Regions from separate parts of the Mus musculus genome. Here region 1 is linked to region 2. A link is a contact called in public Hi-C data. All regions are on one chromosome and are shown on one strand. Each heading gives the region's core, a stretch centred on a gene start, on an enhancer-like site or on the middle of the called end of the contact. The rest is flanking DNA. Distances are from core to core; before and after follow the strand shown. Region 1 overlaps Rabgap1l (RAB GTPase activating protein 1-like). Region 2 overlaps Rabgap1l (RAB GTPase activating protein 1-like).

Region 1 (3,103 bases), core at 577-3,076, 65 kb before region 2:
TGTTCTTCAGGGACTGGGGTGGGGACATCTAAAGTGGTTGCAGCACTGGTGGGGAAGGATATGGCGTGGTCAAAGTAGTGCTCCAGTGAGGTATTCTAATTGACCATGACAGCTGTGGCAGTGGAGCAAGGTTTTCCCAGCAGCTGTTACAGTATTACATCAGTTTTTAGGGTACCCATGGATGTAGTAGGAATGGGTACATCCTCTAAACTCAGCTATTGTAGTTCCCAAGGCTTCAAGTGGGGTTTTTCTGATGGTGGCAACGATGACAACCTGAATGGGCCACTGACTTAGCTTCTAATTGATAGCCCCCTGTGGCATTTGTGGAGATTATGATGTTAGTATTCTGGCTTCTAGTACCTCTGAGGGGTTATGGAGAAGTGGTAATGATGATTATAGTTCAGTCTGTATTAGAAGGCCATAAGAATGGTAGCTCCAGCCTCTAGTGTGCATCCTCAGCTTAATCAGAGTATCATGGTTAGGGTTTTATTGCTGTGAAGAGAATCTATGACCAAGGCAGTCCTAACAAAGACAAACATTTTTTTTTAATTTTTTTAAAAAATTTTTTGTTAGGTATTTAGCTCATTTACATTTCCAATGCTATACCAAAAGTCCCCCATACCCACCCACCCCCACTCCCCTACCCACCCACTCCCCCTTTTTGGCCCTGGCGTTCCCTTGTACTGGGGCATATAAATTTTGCGTGTCCAATGGGCCTCTCTTTCCAGTGATGGCCGACTAGGCCATCTTTTGATACATATGCAGCTAGAGTTAAGAGCTCCGGGGTACTGGTTAGTTCATAATGTTGTTCCACCTATAGGGTTGCAGATCCCTTTAGCTCCTTAGGTACTTTCAAAGACAAACATTTAATTGGGGCTGGCTTACAGTTTCAGAGGTTTAGTCCATTTTCGTCATGATGGAAAGCATGGCAGTGTGCAAGGAGACTTGGTACTGGAGGATCAAGAATTCTATATCTTGATCTGAAGGCAGCCAGGAGACTAGATTTGTCATACTGGGCAGAGCTTCAAAAAAAAAAAAAAAATCTCAAAGCCTTGCCTCCATAGTGACACACTTCCTCTAATAAGGCCACACCTCTTCCAATAAGGACACACGTCCTAATAGTTCCACTCCCTGTGGCCAGGCATTCAAATATATGAATCTCTGTGGGCCAAACCTAGTCAAACCACCACATTTCACTTCCTGCCCACCTCAACCTTGTAGATACTACATAATAGAAAATATATTTAGTCTAACTTCAAAAGTCCCCATAGACTATTACAGTCTCAACAATGTTTAAAAGTCCAAAGTTCAAAGTCTCTTCTGAGATTCATTCAATCTCTTAACTCCCTATAAAATCAAAATCAAAAAACAAATCATAAGATATATGTTACCATTCCAAGATGTCATAGTGAGGAGATACCAGAACAAAGCAAGACCAAAACCAGATGGGCAAACGCCAAACTCTGAATCTCTGTGTCTGATGTCAGAGCATTCTTTATATCTCCACTCTTTTCAGCTGTGTTGATTGCAACACACTTCTTTCTCTTGGGATCGTTCCATTCTCTGTTAGCAGCTTTCCTCGGCAGGTATCCAATGGTTCTGGGCTCTGGCATCTCTTACATCTAGGGGTCTTCAAGGCAACTTCAATATCATTGCTTCATGCAGTGGCCTCTCAAGGCCTCTGTGCAGGGACACCCCGCCACACATCTGGCCTACGTGATTTTTCTTGGTTAGAGAGGGATATTCCATAATCCCTTCTATTCTTGAGTCTAAAGCCAGAGCCACGTGGTTGAAGCTGCCAAGTTCTGTTCCTTGTTGAGGCTGGAACATGGCGTCTTCATTCAGTTACAGCTTTACCAGCTTTCTGTTTTCCATGATTTCCTTCACTGCCTAAGCTTGGGTGTCCTAGAACTTGCTCTGTAGATTATGCTTACCTTGAACTCAGAGATCTGTATGCCTCTGTCTCCTGAATGCTGGAATTAAAGGTGTGCACCAACAAGTCTGTATCTAAGCTTTCTTTAATACCTTTTCACAAGAAGGAAGCTTATCTGGGTAGGATCTTGTCCCCAAGGTTTCCATTTCCTTAATTCTATTTAACATCTTTAATCTGGTTATCTCATTAAACACAGGATTTAGCTCCATTCTATTTCTTGGTGCTGCTTTAATACTTGAATCATACATTTTGCATTTTTTTCCTTTCTCAGCTTGCTATGTTTGATCAAAATGCTCTTCGTAAGAATGTACCACAAGAAACAACAATATGAACTAACCAGTACCCCCAGAGCTCGTGTCTCTAGCTGCATATGTAGCAGAAGATGGCCTAGTCGGCCATCACTGGAAAGAGAGGCCCATTGGACTTGCAAACTTTATATGCCCCAGTACAGGGGAACACCAGGGCCAAGAAGTGGGAGTGGGTGGGTAGGGGAGTGGGGGGGGTATGGGGGACTTTTGGGATAGCATTGGAAATGTAAATGAAGAAAATACCTAATTAAAACAAAACAAAAATAAGAATGTACCACAAGAAAGAGTCTATGTTAGGCTGTTTTGAGATTTCCTTAATCTGATTCTCTTCACTTTTGCTTCAGACAAAGGTAAAGCAGCCACATTCATTCTTCACCAAAATATCATAAGAATGATTTCTAGGCAACATACAAACACTTCCTCTGAAATCTCTTGAGCCAGGCCTCCACAGTTCAAATCACTCTTAGCACCACTGTCTACCATGTTCCTATTAGCATGGCCCTTTAAGTCACACTTAAATCATTCAACTGATTGTCTAATCCATAGTCACAAAGTCCACATTTTTCTAAACAAAAACATGCTTATCACAGTAATACCCCACAGTCTCAAAGTCCATATTCTTTTAAACAAAAAAAGATGGTCAGACCTATCATAGCAACACCCCAGTTCCTAGTACCAACTTCTTTCTATCTTAGTTGGGTTTATTGCTGTGAATAGACTGGGGGATCTGCCAGGATGTGTTTCAGAGCATAGACTATTAGTATAGTCACAAACAAGCACAATACATGTCAGGGCAACTATCATAGCTATCCCCGTCTTTGAGAGGGATATTCTTTTTGGGAGGCTACAGGTAGCCTATGGT
Region 2 (3,027 bases), core at 27-2,526:
CACTGGGGGTCGGCTTTGAGATCTCATAAACTCAATTGTAGCCAGTGTGTCCCAGTCTCCTTCTGCTGCCTGCAGATCCAGATGTAGAACTCTCAGTTCTTTCTCCAGCATCATGTCTGTCTGGGATGTGCTTAAGAAATAATTATGGCAGTATCTTGTTGTATAAATCTCCCATCTGCCTAAGTGGCTAGACTTGTGGTTCTCTACCATGTTTAAAGTATAATTTGGGGTGTGATCTGAGGGTGGCAGCCTATGTAGAATGCATAAGTTTAAGGTGTATATAAGTTAGTAAGATCTATCTGTGGTTACCCTCAATTAGTAGCTGATGAAATAAGTCTTATACAACTTAGCAAAATGGAATAGTTTAATAGTTTAGTCTTTGTCTCAAGTTTGGCCAACTCAGTATCTCCCTCCTTATCTAGCTCTCCTTTCCCATCTGTTTTTTTGGGACAGGGTTTCTTTATGTAACAGGTTTGGCTGTCCTGGAACTCGCTTTGTAAACCAGGCTGGCTTCGAACTCACAGAGATCCACTTGCCTCTGCCTCACACGTGCTGGGATTAAAGACATGCGCCACCAGGCCCTGCTTCTCTTTCTCTCTTTTGAAATATAACATTAAACATAGAACAGAAACCATGAGACAAGCTGACAAATGATGTGTATGTCAAATAGGGCATGGTTAGGAAAATTGGCATTTCAAAGTCTGTTTAATGAAGGATCTAAGTTACTTGAACATTGGTAGAACTGAAAGAGCAAAGTGGTAATAAAGGTTTTAGCTTGCCACCAGCTGATCCAGAGACCAGGAAGCTACTGTTTCTGCTAGCAGAAAAAAACAAAAACAAAATGAAACTACAACACAACACAACACAAGAAAAAGATCATCCCACAATATGCAGGCAACTGATTGAGAATGACATGCCTAGGGCAAAGCTAAAGCTTTAACTTTGGTGAAACTCTTTCCTGCTGGAGTGCTGCAGACCCTCTGGGTCCCTTTGTCTGCGTGGAACAAGTCTCTGGTCGCAGGTGGGCAAGGCATCAGTGGGTGACAGACAGACCAACACGAGAGATTGTGTAGAATCTGAATGTAATCTCACAAAGTGAACACCAGTCTTAAATAGTACAGAAAATAAAAGGGGTTGGAAGTCAACAGCAGGCAAAGTACATTGAAGTTACCTGATACAAAACAAAGGAATGACTACAAAGGGACTTACAGGAACCAGGTAGATGTTTACAGTAAAGATAAAGCAGTCCTGCCTAGGGTCAGCTCAGTGACAGATAAGGATCTCACACCCTAGTGCTATTTCTTTGAGCCTTGTGAAGACTAGCACCAGGGGGTTCTGCTCTTACAGGCCTTCTCATGAAAAATGCAATACCACAACCCCCCTATTTCCTAGGCCTTGCTAAATTCTTATATGAGTGTAACTTTTAAGTATCTGGAGAATCTCCATTTGTCAGGAGAATTCACCAACTTGCTTCTAATATGCAATGTATCCTGTACTGAAGATTTCTATCTCAGTGGGATTCCCTGGCTCTTACAAGGTAAACACTCTGCAGACTAGCCCTGAGCTGTTGGCTCCATCTTTTGTAATGCTTAATTAGTTACTGAATAGGTAACTTCCTTACTGCATTTCCAAGATCATAGGCTTCTGGAACCTTGGAACACTGGCGAAGGCTCTGGCTATGTCAGAATTCAATCTTAAAAGGCACTTATGATAAGATAATATTAAAAGAGAGCACATGGATCCATACACCAGACTAATGCGGGGATAGGGTATGAGTATATGGGTTAATGAGAACGCCAAAGCTCCAGGAGGTGAGTTTCTGTGAAACTCTTTGCCTCATGAGTGCTTCTAGGCTTCTCAGCCTGTCAAGCAGACTTCACTGGAGTGTGCCTTGTAGGACTGGAGAGAGATCATGTGGCCTTCCCCTTTCTCCATGCTTCACTGGCTGAAAGTAACTCACAGCCGGAACTACAGGAGAAAGGCAACCTGGGAAATGAAGTTCCTCTGCTCCCAAATACCTTTCATTCATCATATTCAACTAAATATATATATATTGCTACTCAGTATCTTGATCTAGAAGTCTTCCTGAAAGCTGTAAAAACATCAACATTTTTTCACAGGAAGTTTTAAATAATATTGTGGTACATATTCGTATATCCTTCTCACAGTTTGAAATCTTGGTAGAAGAAAGGGTGTAGTAGTACCTACTGCCTCATGAACAGTCATCAGAAGAATATAATGTGCTACTTATATGGAAATATGATCTAGTATCATATCACTGTATATAGACATGTATGATCAATAAAAGGTTTTATGAGAATAAATTTCTAATATATGTATACATTTTTTACTATGCATAAGTGCTACCATACTAAGATATTATGGATAATTCATAAGATGCAGAAATTTAAATGTTATAAAGGTTAAAAATGAAAATACTTGCTTTAAAATATACTACAAAGTAGCATTCAATACTAAATATGTGTTTAACTTTTGTAATTATTTCACTGAGATAGCTGTCATATAACATAAAATTTGTCATTTAAAGATAAACATTTCAGTAGCTTTTATTATATGTACTATGTTTTATTATATTCACTATGTTTAAATTTCGGTACTCAATAATTTCAGAATATTTCTGAGGTTGTTGGGATCATAGCCTGGGCCCTCACATCCCTAAAAACTTAGGCTCAGTGTCTCATCTTCAACTGGCCAATTAAAGAAACTGTAATAGTGGGAAGCAGAGAAGAAGAGAGACCAGTATTAGTATACTGGGCAAGGAACAGAGAAGTCCACTGTCCTTCAGAGTCCATCTTCAGAGACCTGACATGGCATTTGAGTTCAAACAGAGAAGCTATGTAAACTAAGTTGTCTATCTAGTGACCCACCATTCTCTTAGCTCCTGGCTCTTGCATGATGTTGTGACAAGGTGTTAGAACAGTGTGGAATCTCTTCCTGGGAGATTTTTCTCTGGCTTGCATCAGTGCTCCAGTCTTTTCCTTCCCCAGATTCTGGACAAATTCCAAT

The links. A called contact is a pair of places that touch in the nucleus more often than the background predicts.
Region 1: a contact with region 2 is called in a Hi-C map of embryonic stem cells, with 2.0 times the contacts expected there. The contact joins two enhancer-like sites. A contact is called at or near these places in 5 of 484 Hi-C or Micro-C datasets (the 3T3-L1 cell line, cerebral cortex, cortical neurons and 2 more) and 1 of 115 datasets of contacts at active chromatin or transcription factors (embryonic stem cells).

Annotation. Positions count from the first base shown.
Region 1 is chr1:160,689,419-160,692,521 of GRCm38.p6, reverse strand. All of the region lies in intron 10 of Rabgap1l (RAB GTPase activating protein 1-like), which reads left to right. Among named protein-coding and RNA genes, the nearest start is that of Gm23528, 45 kb to the right of the region's middle. Within about 2 kb of position 1,826, at least 5 of the 459 cell types and tissues checked have an H3K27ac peak or open chromatin away from gene starts, as enhancers often do. A contact at or near this core is called in embryonic stem cells, where this site is marked.
Region 2 is chr1:160,623,455-160,626,481 of GRCm38.p6, reverse strand. The region is part of intron 13 of Rabgap1l (RAB GTPase activating protein 1-like); the gene reads left to right. Among named protein-coding and RNA genes, the nearest start is that of Gm23528, 21 kb to the left of the region's middle. Within about 2 kb of position 1,276, at least 17 of the 459 cell types and tissues checked have an H3K27ac peak or open chromatin away from gene starts, as enhancers often do. A contact at or near this core is called in embryonic stem cells, where this site is marked.